Linked DNA regions of Mus musculus: regions 1, 2, 3, 4, 5 and 7 are each linked to region 6. The links are chromatin contacts, called in public HiChIP or PLAC-seq and promoter capture Hi-C maps. All regions are on one chromosome and are shown on one strand. Each heading gives the region's core, a stretch centred on a gene start, on an enhancer-like site or on the middle of the called end of the contact. The rest is flanking DNA. Distances are from core to core; before and after follow the strand shown.

The links. Promoter capture Hi-C pulls out the DNA fragments that hold promoters and counts their contacts. HiChIP or PLAC-seq counts read pairs in DNA pulled down with a chosen protein or histone mark.
Region 1: a contact with region 6 is called in a promoter capture Hi-C map of hematopoietic stem and progenitor cells, with 3 times the contacts expected there. The contact joins the enhancer-like site here to the promoter of Lonrf2 in region 6. A contact is called at or near these places in 6 of 39 promoter capture datasets (the HPC-7 cell line, cranial neural crest, frontonasal cranial neural crest and 3 more), 1 of 115 datasets of contacts at active chromatin or transcription factors (large pre-B cells) and 3 of 9 other capture datasets (adipose tissue, liver and macrophages).
Region 2: an H3K4me3 HiChIP or PLAC-seq map of embryonic forebrain shows a contact between it and region 6, with 8 times the contacts expected there. The contact joins the enhancer-like site here to the promoter of Lonrf2 in region 6. A contact is called at or near these places in 1 of 484 Hi-C or Micro-C datasets (bone marrow-derived macrophages), 5 of 115 datasets of contacts at active chromatin or transcription factors (embryonic basal ganglia, embryonic forebrain, embryonic hindbrain and 1 more) and 2 of 9 other capture datasets (liver and macrophages).
Region 3: a promoter capture Hi-C map of hippocampal neurons shows a contact between it and region 6, with 2.8 times the contacts expected there. The contact joins the promoter of Lyg2 here to the promoter of Lonrf2 in region 6. A contact is called at or near these places in 4 of 39 promoter capture datasets (HPC-7-derived erythroid cells, hippocampal neurons and liver) and 1 of 115 datasets of contacts at active chromatin or transcription factors (embryonic stem cells).
Region 4: a contact with region 6 is called in a promoter capture Hi-C map of hippocampal neurons, with 5 times the contacts expected there. The contact joins the promoter of Rpl31 here to the promoter of Lonrf2 in region 6. A contact is called at or near these places in 1 of 39 promoter capture datasets (hippocampal neurons), 1 of 484 Hi-C or Micro-C datasets (the G1E-ER4 cell line), 2 of 115 datasets of contacts at active chromatin or transcription factors (astrocytes and embryonic stem cells) and 1 of 9 other capture datasets (embryonic stem cells).
Region 5: a contact with region 6 is called in a promoter capture Hi-C map of hippocampal neurons, with 4 times the contacts expected there. The contact joins the promoter of Lyg1 here to the promoter of Lonrf2 in region 6. A contact is called at or near these places in 5 of 39 promoter capture datasets (the 3T3-L1 cell line, 3T3-L1-derived adipocytes, the C10 cell line and 2 more), 2 of 115 datasets of contacts at active chromatin or transcription factors (both in embryonic stem cells) and 1 of 9 other capture datasets (adipose tissue).
Region 7: a contact with region 6 is called in a promoter capture Hi-C map of hippocampal neurons, with 6 times the contacts expected there. The contact joins the promoter of Rev1 here to the promoter of Lonrf2 in region 6. A contact is called at or near these places in 9 of 39 promoter capture datasets (the 3T3-L1 cell line, 3T3-L1-derived adipocytes, cranial neural crest and 6 more), 2 of 484 Hi-C or Micro-C datasets (both in embryonic stem cells), 7 of 115 datasets of contacts at active chromatin or transcription factors (astrocytes, embryonic basal ganglia, embryonic forebrain and 4 more) and 1 of 9 other capture datasets (macrophages).

What each region holds. Positions count from the first base shown.
Region 1 is chr1:38,231,477-38,235,175 of GRCm38.p6, reverse strand. All of the region lies in intron 10 of Aff3 (AF4/FMR2 family, member 3), which reads left to right. Gm16150 (a long non-coding RNA gene) reads right to left here. Exons shown (of 4, transcript XR_865363.3): 1 at 1-3,699. Among named protein-coding and RNA genes, the nearest start is that of Gm16150, 14 kb to the right of the region's middle. Within about 2 kb of position 1,910, at least 9 of the 459 cell types and tissues checked have an H3K27ac peak or open chromatin away from gene starts, as enhancers often do. A contact at or near this core is called in hematopoietic stem and progenitor cells, where this site is marked.
Region 2 is chr1:38,198,744-38,202,535 of GRCm38.p6, reverse strand. The region is part of intron 15 of Aff3 (AF4/FMR2 family, member 3); the gene reads left to right. Among named protein-coding and RNA genes, the nearest start is that of Gm16150, 19 kb to the left of the region's middle. Within about 2 kb of position 2,110, at least 40 of the 459 cell types and tissues checked have an H3K27ac peak or open chromatin away from gene starts, as enhancers often do. A contact at or near this core is called in embryonic forebrain, where this site is marked.
Region 3 is chr1:37,915,144-37,918,708 of GRCm38.p6, reverse strand. Lyg2 (lysozyme G-like 2) reads left to right here and starts at 2,216. Exons shown (of 6, transcript NM_001033427.3): 1 at 2,216-2,473; 2 at 2,917-2,989. The coding sequence starts at 2,947.
Region 4 is chr1:39,366,185-39,370,213 of GRCm38.p6, reverse strand. It overlaps Rpl31 (ribosomal protein L31), which reads right to left and starts at 2,363. Exons shown (of 4, transcript NM_001252218.1): 1 at 1,959-2,363; 2 at 75-200. The coding sequence starts at 2,065.
Region 5 is chr1:37,956,003-37,959,488 of GRCm38.p6, reverse strand. It overlaps Lyg1 (lysozyme G-like 1), which reads left to right and starts at 1,730. Exons shown (of 6, transcript NM_027111.3): 1 at 1,730-1,754.
Region 6 is chr1:38,835,061-38,839,133 of GRCm38.p6, reverse strand. It overlaps Lonrf2 (LON peptidase N-terminal domain and ring finger 2), which reads left to right and starts at 2,447. Exons shown (of 12, transcript NM_001029878.2): 1 at 2,447-3,363. The coding sequence starts at 2,706.
Region 7 is chr1:38,128,291-38,131,861 of GRCm38.p6, reverse strand. Rev1 (REV1, DNA directed polymerase) reads left to right here and starts at 2,196. Exons shown (of 23, transcript NM_019570.4): 1 at 2,196-2,400.

The DNA of each region.
Region 1 (3,699 bases), core at 661-3,160, 600 kb after region 6:
CTAGGAGCCTGGTGCATCCCCATGTGAAGGTCACAGTGCCTTTATGGCAGCCATAGAGCACAACATGAAGTAACAAATAAAAATGTTATGCCAACTGAGAGACAATGCAAGAGGCAGACTTATGTCCTCGTGGGTGTAATGTGAGCCTTCCTCCTGCCATTTGGATAAGGGGCTCAAATTTACATTTTGTTCTGAGTAGTGGTAGCCATTCTCACTACAGGGATGAGGACGATGGTGGGTGTATTGATTGGCCTGTCATTAGGAACAGCCTGCCTTTTAGTGTTTTAAAATCTTAATGAAGTATTTCTTTAAAATTTTTATCTCTTTGTCATTCCAAGATCTCAAATACATTTTGCTCCCAGATGCCAACCCAGGTACACAGTGTTCTGTGTGCTAGTGTCTAATTAATGACCTAACTCCTGGGAGGCTCCAGCTTACCTCTCTTTCATTGAGGAGGGAACACCCCTTTAAAGAGAGAAATTCTGATGAGAATATCAAAGCTAAGTTTCCCATGGAGTTTCCCGTACACGAGGACTGTCTCCATGCTTCGGAGTCACCTGCTCAACCGAGGGCTGGCACTGTGTTTCCTGCCTCTGAGCACAGTTCACTGGAAAGCAGGCTCAGCCCTGCTAGAAGGGCTTCATCAGAGAAGGTGGGGCTGGGGTGAGAGCTTTATGGAATTTTGATTCGCATGGAGCAGTGTCATTTCTGAAAACCATGTTGCTTGCATTCTCTGTGATGGTGAAGCTGAGTGTCCAAAAGCCCAGCCTCAGATCCTAAAGACACGTTGCCTACATCTGGGAGGCAGAGCACTGCCATCCGTCAGCCCCCATAGGGACTGACTTCAGGATGCCTTTGCAGAAACCTACACCTGCTAATTCTCAGATCCCTCAGGTCACAACAGAGTATGTGATAGAACTTTCCTGTGATTGGCTGGATCTATGGATGTGGAGTACCCTGTGATTGGATGGATCTGTGGATGTGAAGTGCCCTGTGATTGGTTGGATCTCTGGATGTGGGGTGTCCTGTGATTGGATCTATGGATGTGAAGTGTCCTATGATTGATTGGATCTCTGGATGTGGAATGCCCATGTACATAGGGCCAACTGTACTTATTAGTAGTGGGAATGTCAGTTTTTATCTAGGCTACTAGAGGCAGTGAAGCCAGCAACTTAATGGCATAGGCCAAAATGTTGCATGATACTCCTATAGGCAAATATAGGAAGAGTTACAAGGAAGCATTGTATAGTCTTCTTCTATTAACTGTAGTGAGTGGCTGCAACCCCCACTGCAGTGGTCTCTGACCATTCTCCCTCCCCTCCCCCCCACACCCACACCCAGCTACTCATCAGCCTACCTGGGCAATAGGAAAGGAGTTTAAAATGAACTTAATCTTAACTGGTAGATAGAAATTCTAGGATCTGTCAGCTTTAGGAATAAGTAACTATGTATAGGAATAATTAACTATGTAACTATGCATTGCTCCAAGTCTACTAGAAGAAAAGATCACATACTTCAAGCCCTTCTTTTAAAAGATAAGGAAGTTGAAACTCACAGTGAAGTATTATTAGAACAGCTGGCCCTATGACCCAGCCATGTAGACTCTTGACCAAATGGCTCTGCTGGGATCTTAACCAAGATGGCCCATCAAGCTTACCCTGTCGGCTCTTGTCTTGATCTGTTTGCTGTTGCTATAACAGAATTTCTGGGCTTTATACTTTATTCGTCTCATGGTTCTGGTCACTGGAAATTCCAAACAGCATGGTGCTGGCATCTAGCAGATATCCTCCAACTCTGTTACAACATAGTAGATGAAGGAGCAGGAAGGGCCTGTGTGGTAATGAGGAACCAAGAGACCAGAGAGGCCAAATGTGTTCTTTTATAACAATACTCTCTTGAAAGACCTAACCCAGCCCTTCAAGCATGGCTTAATCACTTCAGAGTGCAGCAGCCCCGTGACCAAATCACCACCACGCTACACTTCAGAACATTGGCTCACTGGGAACCAAGCTCCTGGCCTTGGAACCCATGCTGTGGGACCACAGGAACCGGGGCTGTTCTGAGCAGATGGGTGATGACTTATATTGAGGAAAAGGGGAGAGCTCCGGCTGGGTTCTGTGGGAATTGTCCTTGGCTTGTTGGTGGGTGCCTGGCTTGGCATGGTGGTTGTGGCTGGGAGCACAGAGAGGCCTTGCACAGGAGATTAGACAGGACTCTATGGCAACCCATGGAAGATCCCAATGAAAAGAGGCAGTCCATGGTTTTAAGGCATTTATTGTCGTGGCAGAAAATGGATAGGTAAAACCGTACCCCAGTTCTCAGGGTGGGTCTGAGGTTAAATACCTTTTGCAGAGAGGAGTGTCTGGAAAGGAAAGCCTAATTGGCTAAGTCTCCAGACCTTTAGGTACCTCATTAAAATGGAGATCTGTCTTAAGGCTACGTGTCCACAGGTCACACATCCTCTACCTGTGAAGGGACTTGGGGCGTTTCCCTTATGTGACTGATGGCCACAAATCTATGGAGTGCTGCAGCCTCGTGCCAGGAGCCTAGTATCTGGGAACCAGGCAAAACACCTGCCGTTCCTCAGGGTCGCTGGGGTTTCCAACCTTAGCTCAACCAGGAACCAGGCTGACTTTCATGGTCCTACAAGAATTCAAGCAAGTGATACAGAAGAGGTGGTAGGCTTAATGAGAAGCCAGGCCAGAGCTTCCTTCCTGTGCACTGCCTACTATGTGTGGTGGTTCCAGCCTACACACAAGCCTGGGGCAGCCTTGAGAAACACAGAGAAGCCTCTGTTTCCAGGGCTGAGCCACTGGGTCTCAGAACTGATGAGTCCTGCAAACACTCCCCTTGGGGCCTCTGGTTTTGAAACATGTCTGTCTCCACTGTGCTTTTCTTATTTGGTTGTGGTCCCTGATCCCTATTTCCAGATACAGTCTGTCATCTGAGTGACCTCATCTTTGACTAGGCCCTAGATGGCACTTCCCACAGACCTACCTGAGTAGCAGGAATATCCTCACCCAGGGAACAAACCCAGCTCCGTTTGCGACAACTACCAAGAGCACAGCTTGAGCGGATTCAGCTACAAGTCTGGATCTCAGATTCTGTGCGTGGATTCCCCTGACATTCCCCCAAAGCTCCCCGTCCTTAAATCCTGTGCCCCTGAGTGAGATATAAATTAAACGTCACAGGCTGGTGGCACTCAGGTGCTGGCTTTGCTTTAAAACACAGCAGAGATGTGGAATTGGTTTATTTTCAGAGCTTAAGTGAGGAGGAGGGTTTTCAGCTGCCAACCTTCATTTCAGAGAAAGAACCAGGCACTGCCATTTCCCAGGACTCTCGTGGCCCCCTTTGCCCTTGATTGAAGCTGCCAGGCTTTGCACTAGGACATCCTGGAATGTCCTAGAGGAGACCCTGAGAGGCCCCGTCACAGGCTCATTGGGCAGGTGTTGCTGACATTCACGCCATGCTAGTTATTCATGTCGGCCCCTTCCTGATCAGGCATGGTGGAATTCCACGGAAATACCAGATGGACAGTGTGGGTAAGTAAGTACTGGCTCAACTCAGGCCAGGGATGTAGTTCATTGATAGACGGCATTTTCATTAGCTCTGGAGGCCCCAGATCCAATCCCTAACACCAAAACAATCAAAATGAAAATAATTTTAATAAAGAATCCAGGTAAACTATAGAAAGGGCTG
Region 2 (3,792 bases), core at 861-3,360, 640 kb after region 6:
TACTGGAACTGCGTGCCAGCTCCCTGCATGCAGCCTTCCCCTCCCGTCCCCTCAGCTGCTCCAGCACCCACTTTAGTCGCTTTCCCTTTGCTGAGCTCATTGGCCCTTGGGACGGCAGTCAGGTGGTCTCTCTCGGACTTTGTGTGGAAATTGTCCCTGTGAATTTTAGTCATTTTTGAAAACAGACACAATTAGAGTGATAATTAAGGTGATCGTAGCATTTGTGGTTTCGACTCATAGCTGGTAACAGAAGTGTTAGGCACTGGGGTGCCCAAAACACCAAATATTTCTAGTAGATGATATGGGGAGCATAGTAAAGATAAGAAGAAAAAACAAGTATGTATGAGAAAATAAGTTTAATGACTTCCCCAGTGGTCAAAATAGAGGGCTGAGTCAGAAAGAGCAGCCCAATATGTGAAGTTTCTAGAACTTTTTATGAGTGGAAATGTTTCTCGTTATATTCCTTGTCTGTACCAGTGAAGAGGCTGAGCCTGTTGGCAGGCCGTGTAGCTCTGGCTGTTGCCTGTGCTGGGACTGTTTGTTCTCTTAGGGATATGGTAGAATGAAATGGAAAAGCACTCTTCCACACCCCCCTGCATGGAGAGGAGTGTCCACTTACCCCCAAATGATTTGCAATCTCTGTTAGAAAAATAAACACACAACAGAAACAGCCACTGGCCTAAGAAAGCTGTGGGAAGAGTCTAAAAACTCGAAAGGCCAAGAACCAACATTGTCTCTCCCTTTAAGCCATGAAAATAGCTGTCCCTCGAGAGACCAAAGTCACCTAACATGCAAAATGTCTTACACACCCAGCTGCTATATACAAAGCACCTACTATGTGCCAGGTACAGGCAACAGCCAGGATATACTGATGAGTTCATTCTGTTATTCTCCAGAGTCAGAGGAGAGAAGCCCATGGTGGACCAATACAACCACCACTACTGTGACTATGGTCACACCTGCTCCTCTTCCCGCCCCTTCTCTTCCCTCTTAGTTCCTTATCTTAGTTCCCATCAGCTTTTCCTCTTCTTCCCCCTTCATGTGTACTCCCACATCCCCCGTTCTTCCTTCCCTTCTGTCATAATTAGTTCTAACTTGACACATCTGGGAAGAGGAAACCTCAGTTAAGCAACTGTCTCCATAAGAAATGGCCTGAGGCTATGTTTATGGGGCGTTCTCTTGAGTGTCCGTTGGTGTAGGAGCCCAGCCCACTATGGGCAGTACCATCCCTAGGCGAGTGATGCAAATAAACCCTTCCTGCCCTCCCCTTTCCCATTGGATTTTTTCCTCCTCTTTTCCTTCCCTCCTCTCACTTCCTTTTCCTCCTCTCTCACTTCCTTTTCTTCCTCTTTTACCTGACATTTTCTGCCCTGGCAGCTTCCTGGTCAAGAAGGTCCTCAGCCCCTTCCACTTTCTTTGGCTTATCTTCACTGGGGCATCAATGGGGCCTGAGATGAACAGAAAAGCTGCCAGGAGAAGAAAGGGAGGGTGCCAGATCATTAGGGCAGAGCCACTGAGAAGCTGATAGGAAACAACTAGAAAGATCCAAAAAGTAACAGGTGCCACACTCTGGCTTAGTTAGTTTGTTTCATTCCTTGATTTAGTTATTTACTTTGCAACCCAGTCACATCTTCCCCTCTCCCTCTCCTCTGGGTCCTGGCTCTCACCAGACCTCCTCCACCCTTCTCCCCTTCTCCACAGAGGGGGACGACTCCCCTGCACATAGCTTTTTTTAAAAAAGGAAATTCATCCTTTTGTATTATAAATACTGTTAATGGTTGAATAAACATACAATTCAGACAACTGAAGCCACCAGGCTGTCAAGAATGGGTGCTGAATAAATATAGCTGACTTATAAATACCTTTCCCAGGGGAGGGCCTGGATCTTTCCATCTTTCTTTCTTTTCCCATAAACTTGCATGAAAGAGCGCTTAGATTCATGCCTTCCACACCTCACTTCCTATGTTTCTTACCAATTAAGCAGCAGTTAGTGCTCTGAGGATGCAAATGAACTGAAGGGGTTAGCTCTTATTTTAGAACCTGAATCAAGGTCGGCTTGCTCTTGGTAAGCTGCAGGCGCAGACTAGCAGCAGTCTGACAGCCCCTCCTCCCCTGACATTCCACAAAAGCATGAAAAGCAGGGACAATTACTACTCCACAGCCTCAGGAGGAAGGTGGAAAACAGACTTTTCTTTGAAAAGACAGGATCCGAGAATTTATATCAAGGAGCGGCGGTGCTTGGTTCAACCCGCAGCTTAGATGCTGGTCTTATTAGTGCAAAGCAGCGAGCTGTGTATTATTTGGTGTTGTAATTAGTGACAGGGAGCTTTGGCCGGGGAGAATTGAGAGAGATATGGCATGGGAAGCCTCAGTCCAGAAATACTGAATTCATGGAGCTACATGGTGAAAGGCTTGGCTAGGAATGAAGCCCGGCTCCTGCCAGCCGTATTGCTGTGTTAGAAGCCAGTGGGGCTGGAGGCCAGCACTGCCTGCTGCTCTCTGAAGGATGTACTGTCCTCTGCCCGTATTTCCATGGAAGAGGCGGTCACGACCAGAGCACCCAGCCCATCTACCAAATGTCCCATCTGTCCCCATGATGCCAGGAGCAGAAGCAGAGCTAGCTATCCCTCCTGAGCTGAATGAGGGCTCCCTGGAACACGCAGTACTGAAGGCCGTGAGCATGGTAAGTGTGAATGGCAGGAAGGGACTGGGGCTTACCATGTGTAAGGTAATTACATGGCGCACTCTCCTAGCTAAAAGGATTTTAATTTTATAGAGGAAGGGAAGATTCCTGCATATGAGAGGGTGAATCTCCCACAGCATGACTTAATCAAAGGAAACAAGTAGAATGTCTGCATAGGCCCTATTGTCATAGGCAGGGCACTCTGGGGACCTTTCCACAGCACTGCTGTCCTGAGGGAGACCTTGCTGCAGCAAAGCTGGACCCCACCTTTTTGTTCTTAGGGAACTGTTTCCATTGCATATTCAGGTTGGGTCCCTACTTTATTCTGATGGATGGAAAAACAGAAAGGTCGGATGGAAGGAAAAGGATACATCCTTCTCTTACTGAAACCTTCAGGCCCTGCTAAAATCGATTGCTGAAACATCCAACGCAGAGAAGAACAGCAGTGAGATGGATGGTTTTCCATCTCAATAAAAGTTGCTTAAATGATTCAAACCTTGCCTGCCTTAGCCAGCACAGCCTGAGAAAGGTACTCTGAGTGGTGTCAGAAACGCATGCGGCGTAGGGTGCTTCCCCTCTGGAGACACCAAGTTCCAAGCTCCTTAGGATTCCAGTCAGTATCCATCAAAGAACAAAGCTGCGTAGGGATCTTTACTGCTTAAACACTGTCTAGCTGCTTCAACAGGGTGTGTGCAGACAGCAACACCTGGGAGCCCCAGTCTCCTAACATCCCCCACCAACAGTGATGACTGGAAGGGAGCAGGCGGGAGAACACTTGCCTGGCGTGCAGGAAGCTGAGTTTGTCACCCAGCTCTGTAAAGCTAGCACTACAAACAGCTTGTGTGTGAAAAGGAAACATTCAACCTCTTGCACCATCGGCCTTCTTTTGGAACAAGCACCTGAAAGCCAAGGACACAGTTAGGGCATGCCAAATGATACAGGGGGTATCGCAAGAAAGAGAAATCTATTTGATGCCATCGTTGCTCCTCTGTCTGGTGTAGATTTCAGTTTCTCTAAGCAAATCATCCCGATTGCTCCACGCCCAGGAACCTGTTTTGTTCAAACACAGTGAGCTCTCATCCCTGCCATTTTGCACAAAACAGGCTTGC
Region 3 (3,565 bases), core at 967-3,466, 920 kb after region 6:
CCATCTGATTCAATCTATTCACATTATTCTGTGCCTTAGAACTCAAGCACCATGCACAGAGATAGTGGTGTGACTCTGTATGGCTGGCTTTATCTTGCAGACCACACCCTAGGGCTTCATGCACAGACTGCTGTAACAGCTTCGTTGTGGGGTCATTAGTTGAGAAAGTGATTCTTCTGTCATTGTGGGAAAAGACTGGTAATGGAGTCTCATGGACCTGGGTTCCAATCCGAACTCTGCTTAGTCTCTGTTCCATCTTTGATAAGCCAATTAGCTTTTCTGAGTCCCGGTTTCCTTATCTCTGAAATAATAACATCCACCCACAGAACTACTGAAACATGGAATATTGTAAGTACGTAGGAGTCTGGCATTTGAAGAATGTCCAATAAATTTTCTTCTCCTCCTCCCCCACCCAGAAGTTTGAGCAAAGCAGAATGATTCACCCTTGAAAGCAATAGTTAAGTTGCAGAGGATGTGGACTTTGTGATCCTTACACCGGGAAAGATGCACAGCATCCCTTCTGGAAGTAGGGAGAGAAGCTGAGTGTGCTTCGCATTCAACAGGATTCTGTGAATGCTGGCATTTTCCAGGAGCGTCAAGGGACAGCATGAGCCCCCACCTGGTTTCACCTTTAGATTCTTTCTCTGTCTCTTCTTACTCCCTCCCTGAATGCTCTCATCCTGTTTGTCCTGAAAGCCTCCTGTCGTTTGCCCAACTCGTCCCTGGCCAGCACTCCCGCAGGCCACAAACACAGTGCCTCAGTGTAACCTGTACGGTAACATTGTTGCCAGTAATAACCTCCGTGTTTCTAAAGGCTGCCTCCCGGCTGCTAGTCTTGTGCAAAACCCCTTATTAACGAGCAGCCCTGACTGCAGCGTTGACAGTGGAGATAGAGCAGGCCCTCCGTGACTCATCTCCTTGAGACCCAAGGAATCGGGGCTCTTCCATCACTCAACGCGTCCCAGCTTTGCCTTTCTGGATGCACCCACTTTGCAATACAGCACACAGGGCAGAAGTGTCCTGAGATACAGAGGCCCGTTCCATGTGGGCAACTGACTCCTCCTAGGCTCTGTCATTTTCCTAGGAAGCTGGAATGTCATTTAGCTCAGCACCTTTGTCTTCTGTCCTCTGGTGGACAGAAGAATTATGTGTGGTCTTAAAAACATCTCTGATGTATGGAGAGATCGAGGCTAGACTTCTCCCTCTGCTCTGGGAAATGTGCTTTGCCTAATATAAGAATGTTCTTTTATTTCCCGTGTGTGCCTCTTATAAGTGTGAGGGCGGGGAAAGATACTGTCTACTTGAAGATATATTTATCCCCAACAAAATCCTTTTTTTCCCCTGCTTCCTTAGAAAGTTTTGGAAATGACAGAGCTCAAAAGAGGGCTCAGTCAGTAAAGTGCTGAGCATGTGAACAAGACTCTTGAATTCAGACCCTCAGCACGTATGTAAGATCTCAGCACGTATGTAAGATGCTGGGCACAGCAGCATGCATGCGTACTACTAATGTTTGGGAGGCAGAGTCTACAAGAGTACCCCTGGCCAGCTAGTCTTGCCTAATTAGCGAACTTCAGATTCAGTGGGAGGCCCTGTCTCAGGAAATAATGTAGAAGGTGAAGATTGAGGATACTGATATTGACCTTTGGCCTCCCCCCCCCCCACACACATGTGCATGCACACACAGGAAATAATGGGGCATCAAACACTCAGATTGCTACTCCCTGCCTTTGTGTTTCTTCTCGACAACAGACAGCTACCCTGTTAGAGGTGGACCTGGAGCCAGGAGGCAAGCTAATCTATCACAGTTGAGAGACATGCTGGCATAAGATAGGATGACATCTTTACATGGCAATCCTATGATTCTGGAATGTGGAAATGAGCATTTCAGGTGAATTATCTATTCAGAAGTGTGCTAGCATTTCCTGTTTCTTTCTCCTTTCTAGGCTAATTATCAGCATCTTATACTCAAATTCGGAAGACGTGTGCCTAAGACCATTTTAGGTATTCAGAAACCATCCACCAAATAGATGCCTCCAGTGCAACCTGGGGGGTTCGTTAGATTCATTAATTCATTGTAGTCAATAAACACTTTGAAGTCCTTTTATTAAAGGAGCCACCTAAATCCAAAGTAGCACTATAATCAGGTCTAATGAGGTCAATGCTTTAAAGAGAGGCCCTTTAAATCATATATAAAGCTCCTCTACCAATCATTGGTACAGGACAAAAGTAGACGAGGCAGGTGAGTGTAGGTTCTGGTGATTAAAAGCTTCCTTCTCGGTGGCAAAGGCACACACTGAAGTCTGCTCAGTTGAAGGAAGCCAGAGGCACAGCGAGCCACTGCCTGATGGAGTCTCCAGCTGTCACATCTATGCTATAGGAATGTTATAAAGACCATCTCTGTGTGAAATCTTAATCTACAGGTTGCCACCACTAAAGGCTTCTTCAGAGACTTCTCTGGGAGACTGCAAGAGAGGTGAGTGGTAGCTTTCCTTGCTTGCATCTTGAGAAACATAGACCATGCTTCAGAAAGGAAACCAAGGGAAGAGCCCATCTGGGAAGAGACAGAATACAACCACCCTCTGCTAAGAGGTGATGGTGGATTGAAATCTCCTGGGAGTCACACTGTCAGGGTGTGCTAAAGGCATGCATGCTTCAGGCTGCAGGGGTGCTGTTCAGGAGTCACACTGTGCATGCTAAAGCAGGCACACTAAGGCTAAAGGGGTGCTCAGGAGTCGCACTGTAGGAGGGTGCTAAGGGCAGGCATGCGTGAGGCTGTCGGGATGCTGTCAAGGAGCTGGGAGACAAACGTTATATTGGAAATGATTCTAAGTTTGTCAATGTGTTGTTTGAATGACAGGGACTTCCTGTTAAGAAACCTTCAAGTTTTAAAACTAATCTGTTTCTATTTCAAACCAGAACAGATCCCAAAGGATAAGAGTCACGGCCATGGTGCCCTCGGTGGTGTTCTGGGGACTTATTGCTCTCGTTGGTAAGTAGCGATTTTCCCTGATTCTCAGGGTATCTGCTTTCTAGCAGAGTCAGAAGGCATGATGACTACATGCAACAGAAGAGTGACCGGCTTGACTATTAACCAACTGCTTAGTTGTTTGCTTTGCTTTTGTGTGTGTGTGTGTGTGTGTGTGTAATGTGTATACATATGTGTACAGGTGTATGTATGTGTGTGTCTGTGGGCGCGCGCGCACCAGTGTGAGTGTGTATGCACAGGAGCAAGTACACACAGGGAGATGTCAGAATTGACATCATTCCTCCATCATTACTTCCCTATCCCTAAACAACTGCTCTTTTTTTTTTTTCCCCCAAGACAGGGTTTCTCTGTGTAGCCCTGACTATCCTGGAACTCACTCTATAGACCAGGCTGGCCTCAAACTCACTGATCTGCCTCTGCCTCCTGTGTGCTGGGATTAAAGGTGTGTGCCATCACTGCCCGATCCAACAGCTTGTTTTTAAGAGCATCTTCTGCTTGCTAAGAGCACAAAGGAGATGTTAGTGGGGATGTAAAATAATAAAATACTAATTAGTCTGTGTACTTTCTGACAGTGCACCC
Region 4 (4,029 bases), core at 1,114-3,613, 530 kb before region 6:
TCTCAAATGTGACACACACACACTATATAAGGAATTGGATAAGCTGTCATCACTGCACCAAGTAACTTCAGTACCTTATTCCCTTGGCCCAGACGGCTTTATTGAGCCTGGTGTCAATGCGCACATCTGGTGTCCCCATTTCCTTCATGGCAAACTTCCGAATTTCTTTGAGTGCCCGAGGAGCACGCTTCTTGAAGCCCCTAAGGTTCAGAACACAAGCACATTAAAAAAAAAGTCAAAAATTATATATGTAAATGGCATGCCATCATGAAACGAAGAACCCTCTGGCCAAGCATGAAATGTCCAGCTACTAGCATCAGTACTTAAGATGTAGGGGTAAATTCCAAGCATCCTATAGTTCAAGATGTCCCGCTCACTTTCCCAGAGTATCAGTCACCAACCAGGCCTGCTCACAGCAATCCTGAATGATGGTCCTGATGATCCAGCGGTTAAAAATATCTGCTCTTGCAGATGACCTAGGTTTGATTCCAGCACCAATGTGGAGCATACAAGCATTCAGGCAAAACACTCATACAAAAGGAAGACAAAGTTCTGTGGAATTGAGGCAGGCACTCTCCTATGAATATAGCCAGGGTACATGATAGAGGGCTATTAAAAAACAAAAAACTTGAACCTTTCTAGAGCATGGTGCACGCACCAATGATCCCAACATGGAGGCTGGGTGGGAAGACCTCAAATCCAAAAACCAATCAACCAAAAAAGCCCAGGTCTGTTCAACACCCGTCAAGTCCACTCCAAGTGAGACAAAGAGCATCTGCTTTCTCTATTCTACCTACCCGCAGCCTGTCTCTAGTGCCCAGACAACCCACTTCACAGCTAGCTTGAAAAAAACTCACGCAAGCAACCAGTCAGGTGGTATCACTTACAAAGACCAGGAAAGAGATGGAGCACTGAGCAATCTCAATGTTATGGTTAGGGAATTGGAAAAAGTGGGGCTGCCGCAGTCAGTGAGTAGATCTCAGAGGGCAGACCTAGCACTGGGCTCAACTACTACCCGAATGAATGAGACAGGGAAAGCAAGGAGTGGAACAAAGCAGAGGCTTGGTTTACACCACAATGGGGACCAAGAAATTACCAAAGAATGAAGGAGGCTAGAGATTCTCACATAGGGCCTTATCAACAAAATACAAAAGGCCTGGGGGGGGGGTACGACTCGCTTCTACAATGCTCTATTCAAGGCTGCTTTTAAAGAGTACCTTTCACCTGAGAGCGACTCTTCCTTCCACATACTGGGCAACACCCACACCACCTTTAACTTGTGGCCTACTTTCACTTTGTCACAGGCCTAAATAGTGCTTCATAGTGCTTAATATGCCCAACCATAGAGGAAGGAACGTGGCCGACCACCAGCAGTATTCATACCGGGCAAAGACCTTGGGGCAACCCACTAGGTGCAGACACACATTTCAACCCGGCAAAATCTCTCCGAAAATACTAAACCATCAAGTCCAAGAACTCAAGCTCTAGGGCTGGAACGCAAATGCAGATAGGTCGTGTACAAATAAGGACCGCAATCACTCTCTGTAACCGCCACTTTACTACAACTTGCCCCGAATTTGCACAAATCTGTATAATCGGACGACGAAAAAAAAAATCGTATTTCGCACTTGAGGTAGTAACCGGCCACTTTCCTGCAGCGTACAAGTCACTGACTTTCCTTTTACACGTCCGGATTACCAGAACTCACGTTTTAGCACCACCAACCTTCCCCAAGTCTAACCGCTCCCTCAAACTCCATCACAGCCTCCAGTCTCCATTTCCTAGCCGGTTGCCGTGCAAGCCAAACCCCGCACACCTTCCACGTACACACAACCACACCGGAATAAACCCGCTTGCCCTCTAGAGCACCCAGTCTGTAAGCAAGGCTCGCGGGTGACAGCCCAGCCCGGCCGGAGCCCGAAGGGGGTCGCGGGCCACACCGCCCGCCCGGTACTCACACTCCATGGATGCGCTTGTGAATGTTGATGGTGTATTCTCGGGTCACCACCTCGTTGATGGCAGAACGGCCCTTCTTCTTCTCGCCACCCTTCTTTGCGGGAGCCATCTAGACGCAGGCGACAGGGAGGGAGGCTCTAAGCAGGTAGTGGGAAAGCCCAAGCCCGAGCTAAGGTGCACCCGTACCCCGCAGGCCGTCCTCCCACCGCCCCGGACCGCAGAGCCTCCGCGCGGCGCGGGACAAACCCCACCGAGCCTGCCCGTCCCGCGCCGGGCGCGGATGGCGCCGGATTTCAGAGCCGCGACCCCGCAGCCATACTCACTCTGCCGGGCCCAAGTAGGAAAGGAAGGGCGCGAGGGTTTGTGGGAGGGAAAGTCGCGTAGCCGTACAACTTCCGGGTCACGGGGAGGCGAGGAGGAAGAGGTGTGGCGAGGGAAGTTAGGAGTTAGGCTGGGGCGTAAATACAGCGCGCGTCAGGGGCGGAGCGAGCGGCATGGGGCGGACCCAGGGCGGGCCCAGGGCGGGGTCGATCTTGTCAGTCTTCTTGCAATCTGCCTTGAGCAGTGGAGGTGCGGGATGGGATTTAAATCCCAACCCGAACCCGGATTCGGAACGCCCGGCCGGGAGGGAAGATACTCCAGTTTTTCGGGTGCACTCGCTCACTCACTCTACGTTTGTTTAATCTATTAGATACTGTGCTTGGCGGAAGGTCCCCGGAATGACCGAGACGACAACAAAAGAATTTATTTTCCAAGTCGAAAATGCCCACGGAAATGCCAGGCACGTCCGTAGAAAATAGATCTCCGAATCTAAACATGTCCGAATAGCCTGTCTATTGGAGTTTCAGCAATGAGCAAGTTTCAGGATCTCACAGGCAAGAAGACAGGCAGGCAGAAACTCCACGATCTTACAAGGAACCTATGTCTCTGCCTCCTTTGGCTAAGGGATGCTGGGGCCTTTGGATTCCCCAAAGGTCAGACTTGGGGTGGACAGGCAACTGCTCTCTCTCTCTTAAGAAAATAGTGTCCACAGCCACGTGTGGTGGTGCACACCTGTGATCCCAGAACTTTGTGGGTTGAGTTAGGTGATCAGGAGTTCGAGATATCCTTGACTGTAGTGGGCTAAACACGCTTGACAATATCTGATGACTTCTCAGTGGGGCTAGGAGGAAAGGAGCAGACAGGCTCGGTTCTAGTTCTTAGAGAATCCAAACCAGAAGGGGTTCTATGGGAGTGCTGATTGGTACTGGGGTTGAGCTCAGAAAATTGCAACGCAATCTCCCAAGCAGAGCCACTCAAAAATAATTTAAAAGGAAGTCTGGAGCGATGCATTCAGGAGGCAGAGCAAGAGGATGCCAAATTAAGGACGGACTACACAGAGGCCAGTCTTGGCTACACAATGAGACTAGATCCAAGAGTAAGGGGAGGAGAGAGGGAAGGGGAGAGTAGAGACTGAGGGAGGGAGAGGGAGGAAGGGCTATAAAGAGAATATGAAAATGTGAATTTGGGATCTTTAGCAAGAAGACAGAGGAGCCCACTAGTCAGAGTGTGCTGACTTGAGCAAGAAATGATAATTAGTTATGGTTAATAAATAATGGTTAATTAGAAAAGCTGAGTTTATAAAAGGCTGTGAGTTCCTGACTTCATACTAAAAGTAAAACATGAATAATTTAAGGAGTCAATAAACTAGACATATCCGTCCACACATGATTAAGCTAAAAAATCAAAAAGGAAAAAAAATTCCCCTGCCTCATTTCTAATGAGCTTTTCTACAGAAAAGCAAGGCTATTTATCTCCATAATATGAAGTCCATCTGAGCACTAATAGCATTTCTCTAGATGACTCAGATTAGATTTTTTTCAGTATATTACTGGCTGACTTTGAGATCGTCAAGCTACAACATGAACAGAAATTAAAGCCATTTTATATCGCTAAATTTTTACTAGGACATTTTGGCAAGAGTGCAAAGTCATGACTAGGAACTGCTTCACTTCGCCAGGTGTGGTGGCACACACTTTTAATTCCACAGTGGGAGGCAGAGGCAGGTGGAGCTCTGTAAGTTGCAGAACAGCC
Region 5 (3,486 bases), core at 481-2,980, 880 kb after region 6:
ATGAGGAGGAACCATGCAATCTCATACTCACTTCTCGGATGTAAGAATTCAGAAAAGCCAAATGTTCAAGTCTATATCCTTCAGTGTCCTAGCCTGTGGCCCTGCCATCTGCCCCCAACGGCTTCATCTGTTCATCTGACATAGCCTGGAGTCTATGAGGATGTCCCAGAGCCTACCCCACTGTGGGCAGTGTCATCCCTAGGCTCATAGGCTGTCTAAGAAAGGTTGCTGAGCATGGTTGGGGAACCAAGCCAGTTCCTCTATAGCTTCTGCCCTAGTTCCTGACGCACCTTCAATCTCCTTCCTTCCCAGGTTGCATTGGGTCAGGGTACTTTATCACAGACAGAAAGAAATCCTGGAAAACTAGATGTTCTCTCTACTGCTATGTGGGTTATGGGCCCAGACAACACCTTTATGAGCCTGCTCTCATAAAGCAATTGTTGTCTAAAGAGGGTAGAGTATACCCAGGCATGGTGGCACTCACCTTTAATCCCAGTACTCGGGAAGCAGAGACATGCAGATCTCTAAGTTCGAGGCCAGCCTGGTCTACAAAGCAAATTCCAGGCCAGCTAGGGCTGTTATACAGAAAAACCCTGTTTTGAAAAGCAAAACAACCAACAAGAATATAGAGAACATGGTGCTGATGTGGATATCTGGCATGGCCAAGATGGCTAACACTGGACTTGGGGGCTGTGAGCCAGAAAAAAAAAAAAAAGCAGACACTGGATGTCCAGGGAACCTCGAAGTAAGCAGTAACACAATCTCTTATGTAACTATTCCTGGGAGAACGCCACTTTTGGGTAAATCTGTATAAAAATGGCCTTGAGGTCAGAGACCTTCTCCCTCACCTTCACCAGTCTGCCTGTTTGTGTCTGTCTGTAAGCCTGTGTCTACCATGTATGGCCAGTGTGCTGGACTACATGGCTGTATGTGCCAGGGTGCTTGCTGCTGTCTGCCTGCCCAACAGCCTGGATGCTGGTGGATGAAGTGTGTCTTATCTGCCTATGGTTCCTCTCATGCGCTTCTGCCTCTCCACCTCCTGGGGCTCACCTCGCTTCCTGGTATTGGAGCTTAGACTCAAACTATCTCAGTCGTGGATAGAACAACAGATTCTGAGCTGGGGATGCTGAACTGTAAACTCCTTAACAGGAAGCTCTACTAGTCCCAAGTATGGACTAGGAGTTTATGAAAATCCAGATTCCCTCCCTCCTTCTTCCCTTCTTCCTCCCCTCCCTCTCCCTTCCTCTCTCCCTCCCTCCCTTCTTCTCCCTTCTTCTCCCTTCCTCTCCCTTTCTCCCCTTCCTCCCTCCCTTTCTCCCCTCTCTCCCTCTCATCCTTTCTTTCTTCTTTCAGCCTTTTCTCCTTCTTCTCTGTCTTTTCCTGCCTCAATATCCCTCCTCTCTCTTTCTCCATCCCTCCCTTTCTTGATTCCTTACATGACAATAAATGGGTGTGAATAAAGACAGATGTCGGACCTTTGCATTCCATCAAGAACCTGCAATTATGATTTGTCCTCCAAGGTGTGGTAAAGAGCTAATTGGTTGATGGGTGCAGAATGCCAGGACATTCTTGAATAAATCCCCATATGAGTTCAAAGTATTTATAATTATGATTATTACTATAATTTATGAGATTTAGCTGTAAATCTTATAATAAGATGAGGTCAGCACTTTTAAGAAGAAGCAGCAAGATGAGACCCTATATAAGGTTCCGAGCACTGACCGTCTCTAGGAAGAGGAGCTGACTGAAGACAGGTGAGTGGGAACCAACCCTGGACTTGTACTGAGCTTACTCGGAACGAAAATTTTAGGATATGCTAATTGAATGGTGATTAGCCAACCCTGGGTTTATTTATCTATTTAGATGGAAACTTCCAGGATATGTTAATCAATTGACAATGATTGTGTCTCTGCTTCTGAGTAAATAAGATTGAACCAAATGAAACTTAAGGATCTTGCAAGAAAAGATCACGTTTTAGAAAAGTTAAGATGATAGAATAATTCTTTCTATTCATTTACAATCATTATACAAACTTATTATTTCTCTCAGTGCACATGTAGGGCTTCTTTTGAATATGTGCACATGTAGGGCTTCTTTTGAATATGTGCACATGTGCAAGACCTCAAACAGCAGGACAGAAATATGTGCTCATTTAACACTAACAGCAATACTGGGGCCATGAAGAAAGATGGGGAAAACTATGGGCCATGAATAGGGAGGGACTGAAGTCCCTTGCTTCAGAGTCTGGCTGAGGTCTCTTGCCAGCACAGTCAACAACTGCTTCACTCACTTCCTGAGGGGAAGTGAATATGAAATGTCTTATTTTCTTCCCGAGTGCCTCTTTCCTTATGCTTAAAATATTGCCCTTAAAAATCAGCAACTCTGCTTCATACAGTCTGGTCCTAAAATGCTTCTCTATGCCAAAGCCATGAATCCTGGGTTTGCCTGGGTTGGGGTCCCTGAAAGATTACAGGATTTCCTCGGGCTGCAGGCTGCTGAGGGCAAGCTTGCAGAACCATGTGCCTCCTGTCCTCTTTCTGTTGGCAATAGATCAAAGAGAAGGTCTTTCTTGTTCTTTCAAGGCTGAAGGACTGAAGTGTTGGTACTTTGCCAGATGGCAAGCCCCTGTCCTTTCCCACTTTCAATCTTGAGGATAAAACATTGACCCAGACAAGCTCGTGTGGTGTCTTGGGGGTGGGGTGTGTGTGCATGTCTATAGAAGAGCCTTTCTTTTCTTGGAAGCTGTGAAAGAGCTAACACTAGGGGGTCTAACAGTTTAAGTTTTGGCTATTAGCATTAAAAGTCAGATGTATTTTAAGATTCTATGATGGAGGAAGCCAGGATCTTTTTTATTAGATATTTGTTCAGAAGGAAATATTCCTGGGCTCACACAGGGATGATGGTCTTCCCAGATTTCTTAACTCAGAAAAAATGAGGAAGAGCAAGAACAGAGGTACACAGACAGAAGAAGCCCCCTTCAGACAGTCTCCATGGCAAAGGGAGCGATTATGAATTTGCCAACAATGAGGAAAAAGTCTTTCTCAAACCTTCTATGTTTTCCCTAGTTTGGGTTTCCTCATAACCCAAACTCAACAAGTGCATGAGATCACAGGCCATGGGAAAATGCAGTCTGAGACACAGGTTAAATGATACGTGGGTACATACCTGCCATGCCAGCAGTCACCATGGAGGGTGGAGCAAGGGGATTTTCAGTTCCAGGGCAGCCTGGGTTACAAGGCAAGACCCAGTCTCACAAATTCAAACTGGACAAGGTAGCTCACATCTGCAATTTCTGTACTCTGTAGGCAGAACACTGTAGGAACACTGTAGATTTGAAGCCAGCCTGGGCTATATGGCAAGTACTACGCCAGGCTATAAAACCCTGTCTCAAAACAAATCAAGCAAAGATCTGGAATGTTGCCGTCTTACACTGTGGTCTAAAAAGTAGATTTTATTTCTTTAGGTATGCGACCTCTAGTTGCAGAA
Region 6 (4,073 bases), core at 1,198-3,697:
TTTATCTTTTCTATCTCTCTCATCCCCTGGTCCACTCTCTCTCAAGATCCTGTCAGTAAAGAACGACCAGCAGGACCAGGTCACACTGTGCCCTGGACCTGTGAGCCAGAAGAAACTTTTCTTCTATGACTTCTGTTGGGATATTTTATCACAGCAAGAGGAAAAAGTAGCTAAGACACCAAATACTGGCCAGATCCTGATATTTTGTGCTCCCTGTCTCTGGAAGCAGCGGCGCCTGAAGGAAACGTAACTTTCCTTGTCTAGATTCACTCATCCCATCAACAAACATCTTTGATGTTTTCTTCATACTGTTTTCTTCCCCTACCTACAGTGTGTGTGTATCTCTGTGTGTCTATGTTTATGTGTGTCTATGTATGTGTGTGTTTCTGTGTGTGCGCATCTGTATTTGTATGAGAGTGTATGAATGAGTGTCTGTGTGTGAGTATGTATGTGTCTGTATGTGTATCTCTGTGAGTCTCTGTATGAATCTGTGGTGTGTCTACATATGTGCATCTCTCTGTGTTTATATGTGTGTCTGTGTGTATGAATATGTGGTCTGTCTGTGTGTATCTACCTGTGTGTATCTCTCTGTGTCTGTGTATGTGTCTGTGTGCATGAATCTGTGGTCCGTCTGTCTGTATGTCTATGTGTGTGTGCCTATGTGTCTTTCTGTGTCTCTGTATATATCTCTGTGTTCTGCATGTGTGTCTATGTGTATGTCTGTGTGTGTCTATGTGTGTCTTTGTGGATGTGTCTGTTTGTGTCTATGTGTATGTCTGTGTGTGTCTATGTGTGTCTGTATCTGTGTATGTGTCTGTGTGCATGAATCTGTGGTCTGTCTATGTGTGTGTGTGCCTATGTGTCTCTGTGTATGTCTCGTGTGTCTCTGTGTGCCTGTGTGTATGTCTGTCTGCGTGTGTGTTATGTGTGTGTCTGTGGGTGTGTCAATATGTGCCTTTGTGGGTGTGTCTGTATGTGTCTATGTGTGTGTGCACATGTTGTGTCTATGTTGTGTGTGTCTGTGTGTTTGTATATATAATATTTTTCCAAGTATTACTTTATAGGCTTTACTTGAATGACTGGTTTCATGGTCGTTCTCAGTAAAATGACAACCATAGACTTATGAACTAACTAGGTGCTTGATAAGTCAAAGACTCTGGTTGATTAATAGAAGCATGGCATTTTTAAAAGGAATCCCTCACCCTTTTGGAATCATGCCCCAAGTTATTACCAGATCAATAAGACAGTCTGCCTGTTGTCCAGGGAGGCAGAGAAGTAGGAGAAGCCATGAGTTACTGAAGCTGCAGATGGACCAATGAGACTTCACTATCCATGTACTCTCTGCTCTAGTCTTGTGGAGGGGTCCCTGCAGGCTTTACAGCAGGCAAGGAAGATGATCAGGGGGTGGGAAGAGTGAAACTCAGCTTAGCTCCATTTTTTAATACCCACTTCCCTTTCTTTGTTGGGATTATCGAATCCCCTGCAATAACACAAACCAGACGCTTCTGAGGTAGAAGACCTAGTCCTACCCACAGACCTGAAGGTTTGCCAGACAAACTCAGATTCTAGAGTCCGGATCCCACCCACTAGGAGTCTGTTTCTTTCTGGGCTTCGAGGTATGCACCTGCTTTTGCCTTCAAGGGAACCTGGCTGGGCCTGAGATCTCTGGCTTTCCCTGCCTTTTTTATTTTTTATTTTTTAATCCACAGAGACAGTGAATCAGCTCTTGCTACCCCAGTGGACCTCATCAAGACAACATTGCTTTCATTTTTTGAAGTTTGAACTTAAGCGCTTTCATATTATCTGCTTGTGCATGGGAAATATCCGCGTGCTTCGGTTTTTGTTAAGTGACAATAAACTATTTGCAGTTTCCAGAGTATTTAACTACAGAGGGGCTTCCCAACCATCAGGAGTCAGTTTCCTTGGTTACCTTTGTCTGACTGCTCACCTGCCTGGTATCAAGACCATCACCAGAATGAAGATGTATCACCCCTAAGGATTTCCTCACGTAACATTGTATGCATGTCCTTTCTTCCAGCTCCATATGACTTCCAATCTGTTTATTATTGTGGTTTCATTTGTATTCCAAAACGTCTAATGTAAACTGGATAATTTATATGTATGTATGTAAATAATCTTCATTGTCTGGATTCTTGTGTCTCTGGGGAGCACTGGATGTCTTTTGCACGACCTTATTATCTTAGGGATGATCTAAGGGCTTGGAAACTTTGCCTTCTTTGCCTTCTAGAAGCCTAGGGTCATCTATGCAGCATGGCCTTGCGGAAGCAGCAGGTACCTAAATGCAGGAGAGCTGGGTGGAGGGTCACGAGGACACTGGGATGCTCAGCTCCAGCCTGCGCAACGACTCCGCAGCGGCGGGAAGAGCATGCGCACGCACACGCGCGGGGCCGCCTGCGGGGAGCAGAAAAAAAAAAAAAAAAGGTTCAATCAGGACGCCGGCGCTGTGAGGTGGTCGCCACGCTCCCACGGTCACTTGGCTGACGTGAGCCACTGGGGCGCGCACTGGGACGCGCACGGCGCCTCGCACGAGCCGGGGCTGGGCCGCGTGCGCTGCGCTGCGCTTCCTCCGGGCCCGTCTCGCGTGGTCCCCACGGCTGGCAGCACCCGGTCCGCCGACGCGCGTGGCTGACGGTGAAGAGGGCAGAAGCCGCGCTCCGGCTGCCAAGAATCCCCGTCTCTGCACCATGAGTCCCGAGCCCGCGCCTCCGGAGCCGCAGGGCGTGCGCCGCAGCCTCGAGGAGCCCCCGGAGGAGCCCCAGGGACAGGGCTCCGCGGCCTTCCTCGCTGGCGACTACGAAGTGGCGGCCGAGCTCTTCCGCTCGCTGCTGGCCGGCCTGGCGCAGCCGGAGCGCGGCCTGTGCTTGCAGCTGGGGGAAGCGCTGGCCCGCGCAGGCCGCCTGCCCGAGGCCATCGGCGCGTTCCGCGGCGCTGCGCTGCTCGGCCCGCTGCAGCCGGGAGAGCTCTCGGAGCTGGCGAGCGGCCTGGCGCGCGCCCTGGGCCTGCGCGAGAAACGGCCGCCTGTGGCGGCGAGGCCCAGCGGCTGCGCGTCCGGGGCCCCGGGGCCCGTGGCGCCGCGCGACCTGCTGGGCTGTCCGCGCTGCGGGCGGCTGCTCTACAAGCCGGTGACGTTGTCCAGCGGGCTCACGGTGTGCAAGCGCTGCGTGGAGCAGGTGCCGGTGCGGGCGCAGGCCCGGCGCGTGAACGTGATGCTGAGCGGGCTGCTGGAGAGGTGCTTCCCTGCCGAGTGTCGCCTGCGCAGGCTGGCGTGCCAGGCGCGGGGGCTGCATCGCCAGCAGCAGCCCGAGGCCGCGCTGCTCAGGTGCCAGCAGGCCCTGGACATGGGTGAGTCAGCCTCGAGGGTGACCACGGGGCTGGGCGGTGGCCGGTGGCCTTTTAATTTCAGCGGTAGTAAGGTGTACAGCCTCACCCTGCAGGGTGGCCAGTGTCATACAACAGGTGCACCGCGCTGTGGCTTTCCCAGGGCTGCAGTGCATTCTGTAAAGCAGTGTAGCGTAAGCCGCGTAGTGTAATGAGTCTTATGGTAGATATGTTGAGCAGAGTGACCAGAAGCCAATGATATTTTATTTTAACAGTGGTTTCACTCTGTATCCTTATGTGTCTTATGTATTTAAAAGATCAATCTTTTACTTTATTTTTATTTTATTTATTTTTTATGGTCTGTTGTGGTTTTTTCCCCCCATTCACTGCACTCCAGAGGTCAAGGTCAGGCAGGACATTTTCATTTGAAGACCTTCACCTGTGTTTAGATGTTGAAGAAGATGGGAGCGGTCTCATGCAAAATGTCTTCCTGGAAAATTGTTTGGTAGTGTCCATTTCAAAGAGGTACATATACATGTGTACCAAATGACTGTATAGAGTGTATACGTACAATCATTAAAGTTACTTCCAGGGCTGGAGAGATGATGGCTCACTGGTTAAGACCACTTTTTGCTCTCAACCCCCAGAGTTGGTTCTCAGCATTCACTTGTGGGAGTTACAAAATTCTAGGGGACCTGGCGCCCTCTTCTGACCACCTCGGAAACTAGTCAGGC
Region 7 (3,571 bases), core at 947-3,446, 710 kb after region 6:
CTTCTTAAGGTGTCAGAAATGATTAAATTTTTTTAAAAAATCAATTTTAATGAAGCTTAGGAAAGGAGTGAAAAGGTACAGCTCCCCCAAGGATTCCCAAGTGTGGGGCCCAGATGGGTCATCTTAGGTGCTGTCTCCAAAGCCTAGCTCGCCTTCGATAAGGAAAAATATAGACTTTATAAAAATAAATAGATGGGCAAGTGAATCTTGACAATAAAGTTAAAATAAGAACTTTCTGAAGTAGATAAAAATAAACCCTGGGCAAACTTGTTCGTAACACAGACTCTAGAATTTATCTACCGTTTATTTCTTCTCGCCTCTCGGTTCTGTTTGTTTTACAGAGAAAGACATCTTCTTTCCACTTTCTTTCAACTTGACACAAGCTAGGGTCATCTGGGAAGAGGGAACATCAACTGAGAAAACACCTCTATCAGAATCGGCCTGTGGACAAGTCTGTGGGACAGATGATTGATGTGGGATGGGCCAGCCCACTGTGGGCGGTGCCCACCCTGGGTGGGTGGCCTTAGTTGTATCAGGAATAGAGGAGCAAGCCATTAGAGGCAAGCCAGTGAAGTGAGCAGGGCTCCTGAGTGGTCTCTGCTTCAGTTCCTGCATCCAGGTTCTGTCCTGACTTCCCTTCCCCGTGGGTTGTAAACTGTAAGGTGAGATAGGCCCTTTCCTCCTTAAGTTGTTTTTTTGGTAATAATGTTTGTTGCAGCAAAAGAAAGCAAACGAGGATGGGACAGTTTGTTTATTTGCTTGAGAAAAATACAGAAAAAGTAATCTTTGATTATGAAAGAAGAGGAAAAGTATTCACAAGTTATTTTTCAGTCTCAAAAATAAAGTTTTGGTGTTTTTCTCATTGGAAATAACTGCTGTGTAGAGACAGTTTTTCAAAACTCCTCACAAGCCTCATTTCCCGCCCAGCGGTATTTCCGAACACAAGCTGGTGGTGTTGCAGCTCGTTCTGAAACTCCTGCAGTTACACTGTATCTAGCTCTTCAATTGTGGGTCCAGAGAAACAGAGCTGGGAGGGAATACTGAAGTTGAATTCATAAAGGAGAGCGAGCAAGTGGAGCAAAGGGGGAGAGGTTAAAATCGAGACAGATATATATATTTCCCATGTACATATACATACACAGAAAGAGAGAGAGAGATTTCGATTATCTCCTGTCTCTCTGGGAAAGGAACCTCAGGTTTGCAAAGTCAGTTTTAAAAAGAGTACTACTGTTTTCTAAGTGCCTGCAAACTCCTTTCAAAAGTCTTAAGGTGGGGAAGGAACAAAAGTGTTCAGTCTAGGGCGAGGAGTTGGTTGGCTTAATGTTTGAGCATTCCAACAATAAAGACTATCACAATAACCATGCAGTCTCCCATTGAACAGACACTACAGAGGCGGGGGAAATGGGCCTTAAGAGACTGTTTTTTTTCTTTTTTGCTAGGTGTATTTAACATCCACGAATAAATTGTGTAGCTGCTGGTTTTTTGTTTTTGTTTGTTTGTTTTTAACCATCACAAGGGAAAGCAATTTTCTTCAGGTCTGTGTGTTGCAAGTGGGAAAGGCAGGTAGAGCACAGGACCGGCAGTGGTAAGATTGTGAGGGACGTCGTGTCTGGACACAGCCTAGCTGGCTGCCAGCAAGTGACCTGGCATTCCCGCAGACCCGTGTGGGCCGCGGTTCTCCGCTCGCCGACCGAGCATGTGCTAGCCTGTGAGCGTCCTGGCCGCCGCTAGGTGGCGCCGCACATCAATCGGAGCGCGGTGCGGCGACGCGTTTCGCGCCTCGGCCGACCCTGCGCGGTCGTCTACCCGGTTAGTCCCGGCACCCGCGCCCTCCGCGGCGGCTGGGGAGCCCGGGCGGGGCGGGGCGGGGCGGGGCACGGCGGGGCGCGGCTGCGCGTCGCTGCAGCACCATTAGCTAGCCGGCCCCGGCGGGAGGCAGCGTGGTGATGCGGCGGGTCCCGCGCCACCTCCGCCCAGCCAGCCGCACGGTCACGTGCAGCCGAGGCGCTGCTCTCCACCCCCCCTCCCCGCGGGCGCCGGCGCGAGAGGAGGGCGGGGCCGGGGTCGCCTCGGGCCGGGCGCGAGCAGCGCGCGTGCGCCGCGCCCGGTGAGTGCGTGCGGGGCCGGGCCAGCGGGCCGCGGTGTGGATGGGAGGGGGAGCCGGGCGCGCGCCAGAGGAGCGGCGGGGGAGGGGCGGAGCTGCCGCGGAGGCGCGAGGCGGGCGCAGCGACTGAGGGAGCGTGGGCCGCGGTGCGGTGCGGTGCGGCTGGGCGGCCGCCTGACCGGTTGCCTTCCCCGGCGTTCCCCTCAGCCGCGGGGAGGACACTGAACGACGGCGGCGCCCGCGAGGCCCGAGGAAGCGGCTGGGCCCGGGCATGGTGGCCTGGGGCGGCGCGGAAGGTGAGCGACCCCCGGGCCGGCGGGTGGGGGAGGGGTACCGAGCCTCCGCCGTCCCCGCCTCCGCCGCACGAGCGGCCCGAGGCGCCGAGGCCGGGGGCTCGCGGTGCTGCCGCGAGGCCTCCTGCCTGCCGCGCCGCGTCGCCCCTGCGCCTCCGGCCGCCGGGTTATGTAACGCGTGACCTCCCGTTCCCGCTCCACACCCGGCGCTCCGTCGCGCGCCGATCGGGGCGCCCGCGGCCCTGCCTCCGAGTCCCGCCGCTGGCGTCGCAAGTCACCGGTTCCTCCTGCGCCGGCGCCTGGCCGGCCATTCATTCCCTCGCGCGTTCGAGTGTCCGCTCCGCCAGCGTTTGCAGAACGTGGCAGGGGGCACCCGGGGCCCGCGCCGCGGGTCTTCGCTCGTCCCCGGTGCATCGGCTTCTCCCCTCTGCCTTGCTCTTAGGCATCCCGGAGGCAGTGTTTCTCTCACTCCTTTTCCCTTGTCACTTATCTGTCCCCTTCATGTGCAGGACACCTGTCCCCAAGTGTTTGTACAGGTGCTCAGTTCACACTTGGGTGTGCTGTTATAATAACAGTCGGGGTGCACCGAGGGGGCACTTGTTTGTTTGGAGACTCTTCCTGTCCCGGGTTTGCAAAGCCCGGACTTTCCTGTAGTATCGTTCCTTGATTGTTTAAAAAAACACTACAGGTGATACATGCCTAGGATTTCACCGTGTGTTTTTTGGTGTTTCTTGGGTATAAAGTAGAAATGGTATGTAGATAAAAACAAGAGACCTCATAAAAAGGATTTGTAACTATTAAGGGCTATGTAACAGCTCTTAAATTATTTGCTTGGTCTCTGGCTTCTCTAGTACCTGTTCTTCCTTTACGTAGAGTAATAATACCACAATCTTGTTCCTATGGAGTGCGCATTAGCTCAGCTTAGCAAGACTCCATAAGTTTGCTTTCCCATATTGACCGGGCTTTGCCCAGGCAAATGCTGCTAGAATACCCTTCCGGCCCTTCCAGTGCTACCTGTGATGGACACTTGGAAGCTTACCTGGAGCTCTCCATCCAGGACTTCAGTCTGCACGAGTGCACTCGTTCATTGCTTAGACTACTTACTTGCCATTTTTCTTGAATTTCTGTTTTCTTGTTTGTGTCTTGTAGGTCCTTTGAGGTCAGTATGTACCAA